3 separate regions of the Zea mays genome follow, and all the other regions are linked to region 2. Evidence: chromatin contacts called from public Hi-C data. All regions are on one chromosome and are shown on one strand. Each heading gives the region's core, a stretch centred on a gene start, on an enhancer-like site or on the middle of the called end of the contact. The rest is flanking DNA. Distances are from core to core; before and after follow the strand shown.

Evidence for each region. Hi-C and Micro-C count contacts between places; a contact is called where the count stands out from the background.
Region 1: a Hi-C map of root tip shows a contact between it and region 2, with 4 times the contacts expected there. The contact joins the promoter of LOC100381992 here to the promoter of LOC109942418 in region 2. A contact is called at or near these places in 9 of 25 Hi-C or Micro-C datasets (bundle sheath, ear, leaf and 2 more) and 1 of 3 datasets of contacts at active chromatin or transcription factors (leaf).
Region 3: a Hi-C map of ear shows a contact between it and region 2, with 2.5 times the contacts expected there. The contact joins the promoter of LOC100275385 here to the promoter of LOC109942418 in region 2. A contact is called at or near these places in 2 of 25 Hi-C or Micro-C datasets (ear and leaf).

Annotation. Positions count from the first base shown.
Region 1 is chr9:20,694,114-20,697,053 of Zm-B73-REFERENCE-NAM-5.0, forward strand. LOC100381992 (Hydrolase-like protein family) reads right to left here and starts at 1,330. Exons shown (of 10, transcript NM_001174761.1): 1 at 1,223-1,330; 2 at 537-675; 3 at 312-379; 4 at 1-169.
Region 2 is chr9:20,442,763-20,445,539 of Zm-B73-REFERENCE-NAM-5.0, forward strand. LOC109942418 (3'-N-debenzoyl-2'-deoxytaxol N-benzoyltransferase) reads left to right here and starts at 1,466. Exons shown (of 2, transcript XM_020544399.3): 1 at 1,466-2,549; 2 at 2,619-2,777. The coding sequence starts at 1,726. LOC103638068 (a long non-coding RNA gene) reads right to left here and starts at 1,506. Exons shown (of 7, transcript XR_004852570.1): 1 at 1,255-1,506; 2 at 1,073-1,184; 3 at 928-981; 4 at 1-166.
Region 3 is chr9:20,584,107-20,587,218 of Zm-B73-REFERENCE-NAM-5.0, forward strand. LOC100275385 reads right to left here and starts at 1,535. Exons shown (of 8, transcript NM_001149470.2): 1 at 1,318-1,535; 2 at 1,076-1,127; 3 at 943-988; 4 at 707-788; 5 at 458-614; 6 at 269-362. The coding sequence starts at 1,518.

The DNA.
Region 1 (2,940 bases), core at 80-2,579, 250 kb after region 2:
TCTAAGCAGTTCATTAGGATCCAGGAACAGGAGATATCAGTCTCCAACAAGGAGAATGTTTGAAACCTTTTTTCTAGGACAAACTTCAAAGGACGTACTTCATTTGCTAACCTTCTTCCAGCAACATCAATCCCATCAAAGGTTTTGGTGTAGCTGTTCGTTGAACTAGCTGTAGACAAAGATGTTTGCATACACTTTTTTTAACATCCATTTAGTTCATAAACCGGCACTGTAGAAGCTAGAACAAATGGTTAGATAATGACTAGTATTGAACCTAGTGAATGAAGAATTCAAATGCTAGCATGCTTTACCATATATGAAAAAATCATCACCCAACCGCCTCTTCAGCACTGCTTCCCCATATGTCCAGTCTTTGGGGCTGCGACCATAGTATAATAAAGTAAAGTTTTCAGTAAGATTCAAGAAAAAAAATGCAGAAAGGTACGGCTTGGTTAAAGAAGACTGATGTGTGTGGACCTTATGCCGCTTTCAAATGTATGGTCACAGACACAGAGAACTAGGATCTAAGCAGTTACCTAGCCATGATACCATGGACAAGAACAAGGAGATGTTCTGGTCCTTGCTTGCTTTTGGATGTATCCATCACCGAACACACAACAACAGAACTTCCCCTTGATACTGGATGAAGATACAGGTTTCCGGCAGATTTGAATCCTGCAAAAATTCATGTAATGCTGTAGTGACGAGTTCTAGTATATCTCACTGAAAGCGTGTGAAAAATATAATAACAAGGCAACTTCGAACTGCATGCACGCATGTTTGTCTCGAATTCGGACTGTTATTGGAATCTGGATAAAAAAATGAAGTCGCCTCGTTGTTTTAACCGAAGCCCACATATAGGATCCTGATGCCTGGTCCTATTCAGACTCATAAATTGGGTTTACATTCCTAGATCAACCGAGGATGCATTGTTCTTAGCTAGCTAGATTCCAAACGGTTTGCGAACCTCTATGATGCCAAATATTTAATCCAGGAGCTTTGCTGAAACTTCCTGATCTCGTTGCTTAGCTGAAACTTCGACGCCAAATATTCTTCTCGTCTATCGAGCTACACGCCTACACTACACCTACTGAACAAGTAAGTCCGAATCGACTTAGCCCAGAGAAACCAGCTTCGAATTCGCAGCGCCTCCGATCCGTCACCGAACCACGAGAGGCAAATCGCTTAGCAAACCAGGAAGCGATCAAGAGTGAGCTATAACCTGACGGGCTGCCGCTTCCGCTCGGAAGGGATGCGCGAGAGACGTAGGAAGCGGCTGTTATAAGAGCGGAGCGGGCGAGCCGTGGACGCCATCCCCTCTCGCGGGCCGCGGCGGCGTCGAATAGTGCGGCGGCACGGCACGGGACGGGACGGGACAAAAAAAAAAAAAAAACCCCGCGCCGGGATCAGCGCCGGCGCGGTGCTGATTATTGACGGGTCCAGGGGCGCGGCATGGGCCGACCGAGTGGCGGATAGGTTTGGCCGGAATGCCGGATGAGGTAGCCGTAGGCGTGGCGTGGCGTCGGCGGCACGGCAGCCATGGGGGATTGATTTGATTATTCGGCGGGGGTATCTCTCGGTCCCCGGATGGGAATTGGGAATGCTGATCGGGAGGGTCGGGCCGCTTGGGCCATGCCGTCGTGCGCAGCGTGTGGGCCGAGTCCGGTCCGTGAGCCTGGTCAGTTTTCCGGCCTGGGCCGCCCGCCCGCCACGCAGGCGAAGGACAGGACAGCATCGTCGGTTGCAGTCAAAGTTTTACTATTGTTTGCTGAAATTCGAGTATCTGGATACGCATGTGAATGCATGTCACCCGGGGACAAAACAGATCGCAGGCTCGCAACCCCGATCCCCAACCCAAGCACACAAAACAGATCGCAGGCTCGCGACCCCGATCCCCAACCCAAGCACACCAAAGCCAAAGGCACCACGTGACCATGCGGGCCGAGCGCCCCAGCCTCGTGTTCTCCTACCCTACCCCGGAAGAGCGCACCGCATGCCACAGCCACACGCAACGCAACGACGACCCCATCCGGCGCGCCGTCCCTCCGACCAATCATGCGACGCACCCGGTTACCGTACCCCATCTCGGCTTCGTTTTCTAGTAGGGTGAGTCCATGGCCCGTGCCCATGCTCCGGATAAGCTCGGCAGACAATGATGTCTTATAAGCCTAGTTATCACTAGAATGTACTAGCTTGCTAGACGCTACAGCTGGCTAGGGCTTAAAGAAACGGCTGTGGCACGCTTCCATCATTCTCAGCGCGCAGCGTTCCCGATGCCATGGGACGCACGCGTGACGTGACCTGGCGATAGGCCCACCGGCACATGCCAATGCGCCAGCGCCAGCGCCACCGCCTGTGCTCCTGCAGTCCTGCCTGCTGCCATGCCACCGCCACCGCGACGCCGCGCCGCGCCGCGGGCATGCGTACGGCCGCGGGGGGGACACGAGCGAGTGCGCGCGCATGATCATGCATGTCCGTGTCCATGTCCAGTCCACGAGACGAAAGGACGCGCACGGCGCAGCGCTATCCTGAACAATAGAAACAGCAGGGGCCTTGCCTGGGTGGGCCTGCGCGGGGTTGGGTGGCTGGCGAGTGGCGACTTGACACACCTGCAGCAGCTGCAGTCCTGCCGCCGACCTTCGCCCCCGCCACTCGTCGGCTCGTGATTTGATTTCGTGACGAAGCAAAGAAGCAGCAAGCGCCACACGCAACGCAACCAACGTCGTCTAGCTAGCTCGTCGCGGGCCGGGCGCGTCTCCAGCCAGGTCCCCTCCAGTCGGTGCGCTCGTTTTTCCAACGTGCCGTGGTGTGGGTCACATGCATGCGCATGCATCTCTATCCGTAGGGGTCCGGCGGCCCAGCCCACGCTCGCTCCGGATAAGCCGACCGCGGATACTCCACCACCACCGATCCATCGTGTTCGTGTTATCTCAAACAGTG
Region 2 (2,777 bases), core at 216-2,715:
TCAGACAAAATATGATATATAGGGCTTTCTTCCTCTTTGGTCCCGAAATTCGAGATCATGAATGAGTGGTCACGAAAACTTTCTAGAAAGTCTGCTGCAATGCCTCCAATATGAACATCGAAATGGTCCCCTTCCACCTCTTTCATGGAGAAGCAGTGATAAAAAACTAAAACAAAACATAATAATCTATGAGTCAAAGATGCAAAGCAAGTGTAACTCCATGTAGCTATTTAGTCATGTCTATGACAGTTGCTACTGATGGTACATGTACTATTCTTATCATTATATGTGCCTTGTGAAGTTGTGATTAATGTAAAACTTGAGTGTTTAAGCAACCATCCGTCTTTCAATCATTATGTATTCCTTTGGACAGATCTTAAAACATTGTAGAAGGCTATGGTAATGGGTAATACATATAGCCACACATGTATTAGTGCTTTTTTTTTTGAGATCACCGGAAAGGATGGACTATTCCCACCTGAATTTCATTACCACAGATTCGGCAAAAGCAGTAATGGTAGTTACATTGTTCGGTCATGAGCCCAGAGTTACAAAACAATAGAGGCGAGAAAGCAGATAAATATTAAAGCTAAAAGGATCACTAAAACTTCCTAACTCTCTAATTTGTGTGTGATACACCCCAAATTGAAGCTTTGAGAGCAATTGCAAGTGAATGGTCGGATTGCATCTCCCTAAGCTCACCACAGCACAACTAAACCAAGCTTAGACAATGCAAATAACGTCATATCAATCAAGCTGAACTGCTCCTTGCACTAAGCTGCTAGGGGCCTAGGGCAGCAGAACAAGCATTTGTCTACCGGACTCAAATATAGCAAAGCATGGGAAAATGAAAAGGAAGGCGTTAGGATCGTAATATCTAACAGAAGGACTCCGTTACAGTAGCAAGAGACAGCTGTAAGTTTGTACCTTTAACATTTGAACTCATTCGTCGTAAGTGATCTTCAAGGTTTTGTCTAGATACTGCATAAGATTATTAGTGATCCGTCAATCTCTTAGACTACAGAACCAGAGAACTGCATAGTCAAATTACAAAACAAGCCAGAATGCTTACCTTCAGAGGTTCAAAATGGATACTGCCCGTTTATTGTCTCGAGTTCTTTCTTGCAGTTTTCAGTCAAGTGGTTTAATATTGATACGGACAAGTCATCTATAATGTCACAGACCTGTGTAAAAGTTGTAATTAATAATGACTGCTTTAGACAATTAAATAATGCATTCTTCTTACAAACTTACCTCAAAATAATGCTCTTTAATCTCCATTTTCAGCATCAAGAGTTCAAGACCAACAAACTCACAGGGATGCCTCATGCCTGTGTGTGTTTTCCTTCGACACTACTGAGACCGAGGGGACAGAGAGAGAACACATGGAAGCGAATTGCTTGAGGTCCGTCCGCCAGTGCTGTTGGACTACTTGGCGCTTGTGCTCCCACGTCGCTTCTGCCTTGTGAAACCGCAAAACATTTCACCAGCCGCTCGTTCAGCTCTTGCCAGTCTGCCATGCCACCTACTTCCTCCATGTTTTGTCAGCTTTAAACATCGACAGATCCTGCCCCCTGCTGTCGTCTTCATTGCCGCGTCCCGCGGCGCACGATCCAACTCGATCTCACACGGTCGAACCATACAACACTCACTGTCAGTCTGTCGCTGCACTGACGCAGCCGCTGTCCAGCGCGAACGGCGGCTCACGCGCGCTACTCCCATCCCATGGAGCCACAGCAGCTGCGGCTGCGAGTCCTGGACACCGTGCGCCTGTCGCCGCCACCCGCCCCGGCGCAGCCCGCGGTCCTCCCGCTCTCCGGCCTCGACGCCGACCGCAACGCGTTCGACGTCACCTTCCGCACGCTCCGCTTCTTCCCACCTCCCCCGCCGTCCATCGATGCCCACGCGGTCCTCCCGCCCGTGTTCGAGGCTGCGCTCGGCCTCTACCCGGCGCTCGCGGGCCGCCTCCGCCGCGAAGGCCACGTCGTGGTCGGCGCTGGCGCCGTGCCCCTCGTCCTCGCGGAGTCCGGGCTGTCGGCGGTCGACGTCGACACCGACTGCCCCGGCTCGGCGCTGCTCGACCGCCTCGCGCCGGGGGACGGCGACGCCGACGCGGATACCCCGGCGCTCGCGCTCCAGGTCACTCGGTTCGCGTGCGGCGGCGTCGCGCTGGGGATGCGGGTGGCGCACGCGCTGTGCGACGGCGCGGGCGCCACCAAGTTCCTCGCGGCCGCGGCGCGGTTCGCTTGGGGGCAGGGTCCGCCGGAGGTTGCGCTAGTGTGGGAGCGGCGGGAGCTGCTAGGGCCGAGGCGCCCGCCGCGAGTGGCGACGCAGGTGTTCGACCGCGTCCTCGCGCTCGACGGCGGCGTCGCGCGGCGCGGGCCGTACGGAACCGATGTGGAACGGCGCGAACAGCAGCGTCTGCTCACGAGGGAATGCTTCCACGTGAGCAACGCGCGCGTGGAGGCGCTCAGAGCGCGGATCGCTGACGAGGCTGGCGTCAAGTTCACTTCCTTCGAGGTTGTCGCCGCGTTCATATGGCGCGCCAGGTAAGCACTCCTCCACCTGTCGGAGAATTCAGACCACAGAAAGGTGCTCACCGTACTCGTGGAAACCAGGGTCAAGGCGAACGGGAGCAGCCCTGGCGAGGTGGTGAAGATGGTGTACTCCATGAACATCAGCAAGCTCGTCGACCCGCCGCTCCCCGATGGGTACTGGGGCAACGTGTGCGCCCCGGTGTACGTCGCGCTGGCCGCCTGCGACCTCGTCTCCCAGCC
Region 3 (3,112 bases), core at 285-2,784, 140 kb after region 2:
TATGAAGAAAAGTCAAAACGTCTTATAGTTTGGAATGGAAGGAGACATTATAAGTTGTCAAATGGGTATTTCCCAACAGGAGCAAGATAGGATTAGTTATTTTGCCTATGGAACTTATCATCCCCAATGATTCAATGCAACAATAATCACAGTGCCTCCAACAAAATTGAATCTAGAAAGGGCATATAATACTAATGCATTGATGCAACAGTAATCACATTACAAGAACTAATGACTCTAAAATGGACAAATGAGTTACAGTACAAACCGCATCTGTTTGAAGGCTTCAGAATTCCTCGATATCAACTCAGAATGCTGCACTTCGGACGAGAGAACATCGTTGCCTCGTGGACTGTTTGCAACTACCAACAGAACAAACAGCGTCAGTAAATGAACAACATCAAACAAAAGAATGCACGGGGAAAAGAACGCATGGAAAATCCGCAGTTCTACACACCTGCAGTTGATGCACCATCGGTATTGCAAGAATCGACCTGTGCTGATGCTACTACGTCACCCAAAGTTGCAGTCCGCTTGTTCTTCATCCGCTCTGCATCGTCCTGTACCTCCTGCTGCCGCATCCTGATCTGCGCCTCGATCACCCTCTGCTCCTCCTACCCAAAACTCCAAACCCCAACCAATTGGCGAAACAGACCAAAGCAGCCAACTCGGAACCAAAACAGGGTGGGTGTGTACGTGCACTCACAAGCTGCTCTATGCCCTTCTCCTCCTTGGTCTTCACGCCCCGGTACTCCACTGCGTAATTCAGCGTCTTGCAATACGGACACCTTATTACGAGGTAAGTTAAGGGGACTTGCAGTTGCAACAGGGCAGTAACCGGCACGGTTTAGTAACACCAGAGACGCTCGAAAAATACGAAACACACGCTCGACAAGAGCACCAGGCTCTGGATTCGAAATGAAGTGAGTTTAGTCAGGATACTGCGTCGGTTTGCACGAGGTGGGCGACTTCATCTGGAGGAAGCACTCTGCGGACAGGAGCACAGGGTGGCAATGTCAAAAACAGGAACCAAAGCCGACGACGGCGCGGCGCCAAGAGCGGCTCAAGTACTCACCCGTGCAAATTCCCTTGGCGCAGCACTTGGAGCGGTTGAGGCTGGGGTAGAACTGCAAGTAATTATTGGCAGATAAAACACCACCAAGTGATTATTAGCAGATAAACGACCACCAAGTGATTATTAGCAGGTATAAAAACACACAGACAGACGTCGTCAAACCAACAAAAAGAAGAACCGCTCCGCGCATCCATCCGCCGTGGAGAAACAGACGGGCGGGGGAGACGGAGAGGGTGGTTTACCAGGAAGCAGATGGGGCACTCGTCGAGGTCGGCGCGCGCGTCGTCGGCGCCAGGGTGGCAGGGCGCGAGCTTGGCCTCGAGGATGAGGCGGCGGAGCTTCCTGAGGTCGATGTCCGGGTGCGGGTACAGCCCCTGCGGGCGCGTGTAGCGCTCGTCCACCGGCGGCCGCCGCCGCCGTCGGCCCCCGACCTGGTTCCCCATCCCCTTGCCCTCGGCTCCGCCGCGCGACCGCTGGTCGGCCGGGTCCCTCGACTAAACCTCAGCCGCCACCGCAACCACCCGCTCCCGCGCGGGGGGGGGGGGGGGGGTGAGGAGAGGAGAGGAGAGGCCGGACGCGTCGCAGCGAGCCAGTAGAAGATTTCTATCCGCCGGCAGAGAGAGAGCACGACACGGGAGAAGTCAGTAGAAGATTTCTATCCGCCGGCAACGAGCCGGGACGAGACGAAATGGAAAGGGAAAAGGGGTGTTTCTCCTCGACGGCTCGACGGCCCCTCTGCTCGTGCCGTCGTCGCTGCCTGTGTCAGAAACAGACCGCGCCGCACGCATACGCACGCGGGCAAAAGCAGATTCTTCCACGCGCCCCCCGCGCCGCTACCGCTACGGATTACTACGCCCGCTCCGTGATCTTCTACTCTACTAGTCTCTGTCTGTCTCTGTCTCACTGTCTGCTGAGCCCGGCTTCTTGCCTTGCCGTCTGTACCCCCGCCAGGTGGGGCCGGAGCGGCGTGTCCCACTGGGATCGGGTGGGTGGTGTGGGTTTAGGTTTACAAGCAATCGGTTGGACTCGTTCTCCTGAGTGCGGTGCCGGTGGTTTGTTGGTCTTGGTTGTTGCTTGATTGGTTTTAGTTTTCAACCACGGTTCCCTTTCCCGGAGGAGGTTACGATGGAACGGATTTGCGTGCCACCAAAAGCTTTCTTGGGTGTGCAATCAGCTATGACGTGACCGTGTGCATCCAATTAGAATCTAGCAATGACTGTTGTTTTAGGTTAAAAAAATAGCTACTAGATTTTAGGCCGTTGAATTAAGGGTGCTTAATTTCTATAGACTATTTTTTAGTCAATCTATTTTATTATATTTTAGTTCATAAACTATTAAATATGGAAACTAAAATATAGTTTTAGTTTCTGTATATGGTAATTTATGGACTAAAATAGAATAAAATTGAGAAATTAAAAATTAGTCTCTAAAAACCAAACACACCCTAAGATTGGATCCATCGGATCATTTCATCGCAGCGTTGCACCAATATAACTGATTGCATATGATATATTCCAGCTTTCTTGGTCGCCTCAAACACTCACCTTTCTCCTTGAATATGTTTTGTTTTATTGCTTCTTTTAAACCGTAGAGCTATAAAATCTTTATAACATTTTAGCTTGCTTTTAAGCTCTAACCTGAGATAATATGCAAATTTGAGCTAGTTTTAGACTAGTTATTTAGAGCTCCAGCATTTAGAGATTAGACGGTTAAAGGCGGAGGAAGTAGAGTACAATATAAGGAGATGCACATGCCAAATCAAAGTACTTGGAAGTACCAAATAGGTAAGGTTGGTACCGGAAATAGGTGGAGCCAGCACCAAACCACGTGGGACTAGTTATATTTTCTTTTTATTATTATTTGTTTGATATAAGGGCAGACCAGTAACTTTAGGGTGTGTTTCGCGGCTCCCGTGGGTCCCTACTAAATTCTTTATTCATACTTTCTATTTATATTTAAATATTATCGCGGACCATAATTAGGGGTACCCCAAGACTCCTAATCTCAGCTGGTAACCCCCATCAGCACAAAGCTGTA